2 separate regions of the Bos taurus genome follow, and region 2 is linked to region 1. The links are chromatin contacts, called in public Hi-C maps. All regions are on one chromosome and are shown on one strand. The core of a region is the stretch at or near the end of the contact, and the rest is flanking DNA. Distances in the headings are between cores, read along the strand shown.

Region 1 (3,587 bases), core at 259-2,758:
CATCAGTGAGCAAGCCTTCTCTAAGAATCAGCCTAAAACACCAGAATCACTTGGTAAGACTTCCAGGTGCCTAAGGGAAGCTCTGAATGTAGCCTCCGTCGTCTTCTCCAGGCTTATTCTTTGCGTCATATCTCCTCCCCACCCGAGCCCTCCAGTGGGTCCCCCACCTCTCTCTTTATGCCCTGGCCCACATCAGATGGCTCAGCCTCTCATCAAACAGTTTCCCACGCCTGTGTCAGGGTGCATGAGATTCCTCCCACCTGGAACACCTTCTCCTCCTCCACTTCCCTTTTCCCTGGCACACACCTCACCTGGTCCCAGCTCAGGATTTATCTCCTCCAGAAACTCTCCCCTAAGGCCTTTCCTCTGAGATCCCCCCAAAGACCCAGTGCCCGTTTCCCTCTGGACCTGGGCTAGAATGACTGAGCTGGGACACTCCCCTCTGTGGCTCTGAGCTCAGCGGGGACCAGGCAGAGCCGTCTTTGTTGCTTAGCAACGAGGATACACTCCATCAACACTGGGAGTGGATGTGGGCACGTGGATTAGACCAATGGAGGAAGTCAGGAGGACCCCTTCCGCCTTCACCCTGGCTTCTGGGAGACGCGCTCTCTTACCACTGTGAGGTAAAGTCAACAAACTCTTCGGAGAACTTGTCTGCGGGCAGCTGCGGCGACGGCTCCTCCACCACCTGTTTGAGCTGCTGGAAAGGAGTCCCCCACGAGTCGTAGGGAAACCGGAGGATGGCCAGCTCGATCTGGAAGGGAGAGGTACACAGGAGGTGAGAGCTGACTCTGGGCTACTGTGTACCGGGCAGCTGCTGGGGCATCCATGTCATCCCAGGAGGCGGAGGGCAACCGGACGGGGACAGTCCGGTGAAACGTGCAGAGGGGACGCCAACGATGCCGTGTTCGCTAGCGGTGTGCCCCCACGTCCTGGAGCTGGGGGTGACATCGTCCGGGAGACAGCCCCTCACCAAGAGGAAATCCACCTGGAATATTCACCAGAAGGACTGATGCTGAAGCTCCAGTACTTTGGCCACCTGATGCGAAGAGCCGACTCACTGGGAAAGACCCTGACGCTGGGGAAGATTGAGGGCAGGAGGAGAAGGGGACGACAGAGGATGAGACAGCTGGATAGCATCACTGACTTGATGAACATGAGTTTGAGTAATCATCCAGCTGGTGATGGACAGGGAGGCCTGGCATGCTGCAGTCCACGGGGTCACAAAGAGTCGAACACCACTGAGGGACTGAACAATAACCTCACTGAAACCCAGTGTGGCACTTCATAAAACTGTGAGCCAGCAGTGTGCAACTTCAGGATGAAAGGGGCCAGGTTTTCAAACGTTTAGTCTAAAAAGCACTTCTCGCCCGAAGACGCTTACCTCTGCTGCCATCTGCTGGCCACACGCTGGAATGAAAACAAACAGGGCCAAAGGACTGCTCGGTTTTTGGACTTGAGTAAAGGCCGCCTTGCTGTTACAAGATCACGTGCCTTCTGGGCAAGGACGTGAAATAGCTCACGGGATTTACTCAGCTGCTGTGTCTGGGAAGGAACCAGGACCACCATGGATCCTTCCAGACCTCGGTGATCCACTGAAAATTTACGATCAGCAGAGTTACAAATCAGGCTCTCACCGTGTATAACTTCAGGGCTGTGCCTGAGGAAATGAGCCTGTTTGTTAGTATGTGCTGGGGCTATACCTGCAGTCAACAGCCAAGACTGCTCTCATAACCATATTCCGAGAAGCTGAGCCCATGTCTTGGATACAAAGCTCTCCATATTAGCGTCTAGGACGGGTGGCAGAGATTGGGAGTTTGGGATGGACATGTACACAGTGCTGTCTTTAAAACAGACAACCCACAAGGGCCTGCTGTACAGCCCAGGGAACTCGGCTCAACATTTTGTAATAACCTAAGTGGGAAAGGAATTGGAAAAAAAGAGATACAAGTAAACTGCATCACTTCACTGTACACCTGAAACCAGCACCACATTGTGATCAACTACATGGCTGAGAGGACAAAGCATCTGCCTGCAATGCCTGGGTTCAGTCCCTGGGTCAGGAAGGTCCCCTGGAGAAGGGAATGGCCACTCATTCCAGTATTCTTGCCTAGGAAATCCCATGGACAGCGGAGCCTGGCGGGCTACAGTCCATGGGATTGAAAAGAGTCAACTAAGCAACAAACAAAACACGCTCCGATATAAAACAAAAATTTTTTAAAAAAGCTCTATCAGGGTCCACACAGATTCGTGCTCTTGGAGTAGCCTGAGCCTCTGCATGCTTGATTAGAGTAGTTTAAATTTAAACCCTAAGGATAACTCTCAGGAACAGCAGCCAGACCCTCTCGTTTTACAGCTCAGGACAGCGAGACAGCCTGTGTGACTCCATCCGTCACGCAAGGGCACACAACTCCTTGGAGGTGGAATGAAGAGAACTGGGTTTGCCCAGTTCCCGTTCAGTGTTTCTGCCGCCCCGCTCTGCGGACAATCTTGCTCTCTCAGATCAGCTTCAAGGGCGTCCACCTCTTGCTCTTGAGGTCTGCCCCACCGCAGCTTCATGCCCCAATACTCCCTGCCCCCAGCCCACAATTATTATCACACACTACCATGGTGATGCCCAAACTCCAGATGTCGGACTTCACGCTGTATCCCTTCTGGTTGAGCTCTGGGTTTATTCTCTCGGGCTGGAAAGGAGACAGAAAAGGACAACTGAGATGACACTCTTGGCTCAGTAAAGTCTCGGGGGTGGGGTGGCAGTGGCTGCCAAGTGAGCGGCTGTGAGCCATTAACACGCCTCCCGGGCCAGGAGTCTCACTCACGACAGCGAAGACCAACGTCTCCACGGGGTTTACAGACATCTTTTCTTGGAGACGACAATGCGTCAGAGTCCCCTCACAACTCAAAAGCAACTTCAGTTCGGCCTTCCAAAGAGCGTGACATACAGTCGACCATTACGCTGCCCACCTTGAAGTTTCCTCGTTTAAAAGACCAACAGTCCAGGGACTTCCTTTGCAGTCCAGTGGTCAAGCTTCCTCCTTCCAGGGGGGGACATGGGTTCGATCCCTGGCCGGGGAACTAAGATCCCGTATGCTGCAGGGCAACTAAGTTCTGCACCCTGCAACTAAGACTCAAGGCAGCCAAATAAATGAATAAAATACCAACAGTCCAGAACTCAGTGAAAACAATCTGCAAGAGTCACTGGGCTACGGTCTGGTATTAACAACCTCAACCACTTTTAGGTAATCGTGGACACAAAGCTTTTAAATTCCAAGCACGTGTTCATTTCCAAATAGAGTATTTACAGTAGAAGTCCCTTAACTTAAAGGGAATCCCAAGGTCTCTGCCAAAAGCAATGAATCTTCACAGCTACGAAGCTCCCTCGGGACTAACGTAACGGACTTGCCTGGGGAATTGCAATTCCTCTCTCTCTGCTATTCTCAACAGACAGCGCAGAGTGGAGAACTGGGCTTTATATAGTGCTTTTTCAGAGAGTATACCTCTTCCTCTGATTTTTTTTTTTTTCAAATATAAGAGAAGGAAGGGCCTCGGGATTTTAGACAGGAGACATTTAAGAAGAAAGAAAGTGG
Region 2 (3,944 bases), core at 933-3,432, 110 kb after region 1:
CTTCTTTGCCGCGAGGGCTTTCTCTAGATGTAGCGAGGGGGAGCCGCTCTCTGCGTGCGGTGGGAGGGCTTCTCAGGGCGGCGGCTCTCTTGCTGCGGAGCGCGGGCTCTAGGCGCGCGGGCTTCAGTAGCTGCGGCTCCCGCGCTCGCGAGCTTAGTTGCTCCAGGGCATGCGGGATCGTCCCGGACCAGGGATCGAACCTGTGTCTCCTGCATTGGCAGGCGGATTCTCAGCCACGACGAACCGCCACGGAAGCCCCTAGGCAATTAATGCTTGACAAGCGTGGACTAGTAGTGATGAGCAGGGAGACCGTGGAAGATGGGGGGATGATGGGAGGACGCTGCGCCCGCTTCGGACCCCGAGCGTCTTTTCTTCTTGAGCAGACGGGGTCCCGCTCATGGCTTGGGATCCAGAGTCCCGGCTGCAGGCTCGGGACGTGAAGCTCTGTGTGGCCGGGATGAGCCACCTGTTCCCTTCAGACGGGAGTGAGGAGAAGGTCGACCGAGGACAGCGTATTAATTCCCCTGGCACCTCGCGCCCCTGTTTTGTTGCGCTTCGGGGAGACGCGCGGGCCTCTCATGTGACGCCCGTGGCGGCGGCCGGCGCGCGGGGAACTCCGGGGCTCAGAAGCAGCCCCGTGTGTGTGCTCGTCTGTCGTGGTTTTTTTTTTTCCTCTCAAATGTTTACACGGGTTTGTTTATTCTGCAAGGCGCCAGGGGTGCCTTACGGGCCAACTATTTCCCCTCACGACGTAGGTAGAGGCAGTGTTTGTGTTTAGCGCGTTCGTAGCTGCCTGACAAATAATCGGAGGTGGAAATCCGCGGGTTTCAGGGATCACAGATCCTTTCCAGTTTTCCTGCCTTTTCCAGACATCTGACCCGAGGGAGCGCTGAGCTTGGCGGCCAACCGGCCGCACCTGCTCCCCCGCAGGGCCCCGTGTGCAGGGGCACAGTCCTGCTGAAACTTGTTGCTCCTGCATTCCAGACCAAGGACACAGTGCTCGGATGTGTACACGCTCACCCTCGCCCGCTGCCCCCGTTACGTAAGAGCTGGAAATGCGCCGGTGTGCCTGTGTGTAAGCCACCAGCAGGGAGGGGCTGGACCACAACCCAGCCTTGGTACAGTTCCCGCCAAAAACAGGACCTTGTGGTCTCAGGAGTTTAGGCAGAAAGCTGCTTTTGCCCATTTTGCTAAAGCTTAGTACCCTATTATGAGATCACAGAGGAAAATGAGACAGGAGAGTGTTTGAGAGCCTCCACCCTTAGCCCTTGGGCTTCCCAGATGACCCAGAGGTAAGGAGTCTGCCTGCCAGTGCGGGAGACACAAGAGGCGTGGGTTCAATCCCTGGTCAGGAAGATCCCTTGGAGGAGAGAATTGGCCACCCAATTCAGTATTCTTGCCTGGAGAATCCCTATGGACAGAGGAGACTGGCAGGCTACAGTCCATAGGGTCTCAAAGAGTTGGATGCGACTGAAGCGACAGCATGCATGCACCCTTGTCTGTTAGACCCGAATGCAGAAAATCAGGGCTGGTTTTAAAGTTTTCATTTCTTATTAGCTCAGCTGTTGAGATATTGCTTTCTGTTTCTGGCTGCTCAGAAGCCAGCAGGCTTATTCAGATATAGCCAACAATCGCAGTCACCTCATTCTGTGACTTGATTTAACTGGCAGGGGAAAAAAAGAAGGGGAGGATAAAAATGCCAGAACCTAAACGGGGACTAAAAGAATGCTTTTAGGTCAGCTAGTGTGAGGTTTTTGTTATATGGACTGTAGCTGGCCAGACTCCTCTGTCCATGGAATTCTCCAGGCAGGAATACTGGAGTGGGTTGCCATTCCCTTCTCCAGGGGATCTTCCCGACCCAGGGATCAAACCCAGGTCTCCTGCATTGCAGGCCGGTTCTTTAATGCCCGAGCCACCTTTTGGAGGGAAACACCCCTGACTGTGGACACGGCTCTACGGTGGACGCCTCTCTAAGATAAACCAAGTTGACACGTTTTCCCAAATAGCATGTCTTGCACTCTCAGAAGAGTCGTAATCTGGACAGGGAATCACAGGATCGCAGGGTATGTCTCTGAGAGCAGCGGCCCCAAGTTTGCAGTCGCTCCTGCCAACCTCTGGAGGCATCTCCGCTCCTCTCCTCCTCTCAGAGACCCTGGTTCACTGGGAGCAAATCCAGTCTAAGAAAAGCACCTGGAGGCCGTGCACAGGCCCCAGACTTCTTTGCGTATCCACTGACAAACACTGGCCCAACCTCCTGTCCATCACCCAAAAGAACCTGTCTCCCTCTTGAAGTTGCCAGAGCTGTCCTGTTTAATTACCAAGGGTTTTGTTGTTGTTGTTTGCTTTTTCTTTTAAAGACTTTTCTAGGTGAACCTTCTTTTGAGGGGCAGGGGTTGGCAGGAAGAGTTCTTTATTGAGTCAGTCAGACCAACAAGCAGAATAACACTGCAGCAGGAGCTCTCCCCACACCTGGAAGATGGGCGCCGTTTTTAAAGTCTTTGTTGAATTTGTTACAACATTGCTTCTGCTTTATGTTCTGGTTTTTTGGCCCCAAGGCATGAGGGGATCTTAACTCCCCGAGCAGGGAGCGGACCCACACCCCATGCACTGGAAGGTGAGGCCCTCACCCCGGACCGCCGGGGGTGGGGGTGTCCCTAATTAGCAAGTTCCATCATGTCTCTCTTCTGCTCTGGTCCCTGGTGGCCTTGAGTCCCACTTAGAATAAAAGCCAGAGTCCTTAGAGCGACCCCAGAGTAGCCCTACAAGGTGCGCCCCACCTGCCCTCCCCCACTGCCAGCCGCAGCTGCCCTCCGACTGCCCGTCACGGTTCCAGCCACACCGACTGCCGCTGCGACTCGAACACCCTGCCCGTCCTGCTTCAGGGCCTCCTGGCAGCCCTTGTCTCACCAACTTCCCCACCGCCCCACCCGGGTGTCCACCTGGCTTCCTCTCACTTCTCAAGTCTGCATCCTGAGATCCACTTCACAGTGAAACCTTCTCTGACCACCCAATTTCAAATCACACCCTGAGTTCATCTCTTCTGATTCTGTTTTGTTTTTTTTTTTACAGTAGCCTCTATCACTATCTGACATCCTAAAATTTTAGCCATTTATTAATTGACTCCCTTCCTGATTTATTGTGTGTCTCTTGGAATTCGTTTGTGGATTCCTCCAGGGCAGGGAGATTTTCCTGTTTGGCTCGCTGTCCTACGCTCAGTGTATTTAGCATTTTTCTCGGAAATCCATAGTGCGTGCGTGCTCAGTTGTATCCGACTCTTTGCAGCCCCATGGACTGTAGCCCGCCAGGCTCCTCGTCCATGGGATTTTTCCATTCAAGAATACTGAAACAGGCTGCTATCTCCTTCTCCAGGGGATCTTCCTCACCCAGAGATCCAACCCACGTCTCCTGCGTTGGCAGGTGGATTCTTTACGACTGAGCCGCCTGGGAAGCCCAGGAAACACAGTCGGCACACAATAAATACTGAATGCGTGCGATGTTGAGTGTATTGAACACTTACTTTCCTCTGGGCCTAGGGATGAACACCGAGTATAGGAAAGTGAGCGCAACACTTTTCCTGCCCTCGAGAAGCTTACCATCTGCTTAGCACATCCGCAATCATACTGATGAATGGTGTCAGTAGCAACCACGAGCCAAACCCCTACCATGAGCGTGAAATTCCAACCACAGCCCCACACATAGAACCCACTGAATGGTTTAATAGCCTCTCGTTCAGTAGGTTTGCAGTGGGTATAGTTGCTTTTTCAAAGAATTCAGTAATAAAATCTTTCACCTACGCAAAAAAGAGAAGAGAGAGAAGTTTACAGTCTTGTAGAGGACACGTGCATGTAAGTAAGTCAGCACCGCAGAATGAGAGGCTGGGGCGAAGAGAAGAACACAACAATGAGACAGGAATCGAAGGGGCTGGTGGAGCGGGAACGGTTGTA

The links. Hi-C and Micro-C count contacts between places; a contact is called where the count stands out from the background.
Region 2: a contact with region 1 is called in a Hi-C map of skeletal muscle, with 2.7 times the contacts expected there. The contact joins two enhancer-like sites. A contact is called at or near these places in 2 of 11 Hi-C or Micro-C datasets (liver and skeletal muscle).

The regions. Positions count from the first base shown.
Region 1 is chr19:61,142,618-61,146,204 of ARS-UCD2.0, forward strand. MAP2K6 (mitogen-activated protein kinase kinase 6) reads right to left here. Exons shown (of 12, transcript NM_001034045.1): 9 at 2,607-2,684; 10 at 615-754. Among named protein-coding and RNA genes, the nearest start is that of MAP2K6, 92 kb to the right of the region's middle. Within about 2 kb of position 1,509, at least 18 of the 102 cell types and tissues checked have an H3K27ac peak or open chromatin away from gene starts, as enhancers often do. A contact at or near this core is called in liver and skeletal muscle, where this site is marked.
Region 2 is chr19:61,249,644-61,253,587 of ARS-UCD2.0, forward strand. No RefSeq gene overlaps it. Among named protein-coding and RNA genes, the nearest start is that of MAP2K6, 15 kb to the left of the region's middle. Within about 2 kb of position 2,183, at least 20 of the 102 cell types and tissues checked have an H3K27ac peak or open chromatin away from gene starts, as enhancers often do. A contact at or near this core is called in liver and skeletal muscle, where this site is marked.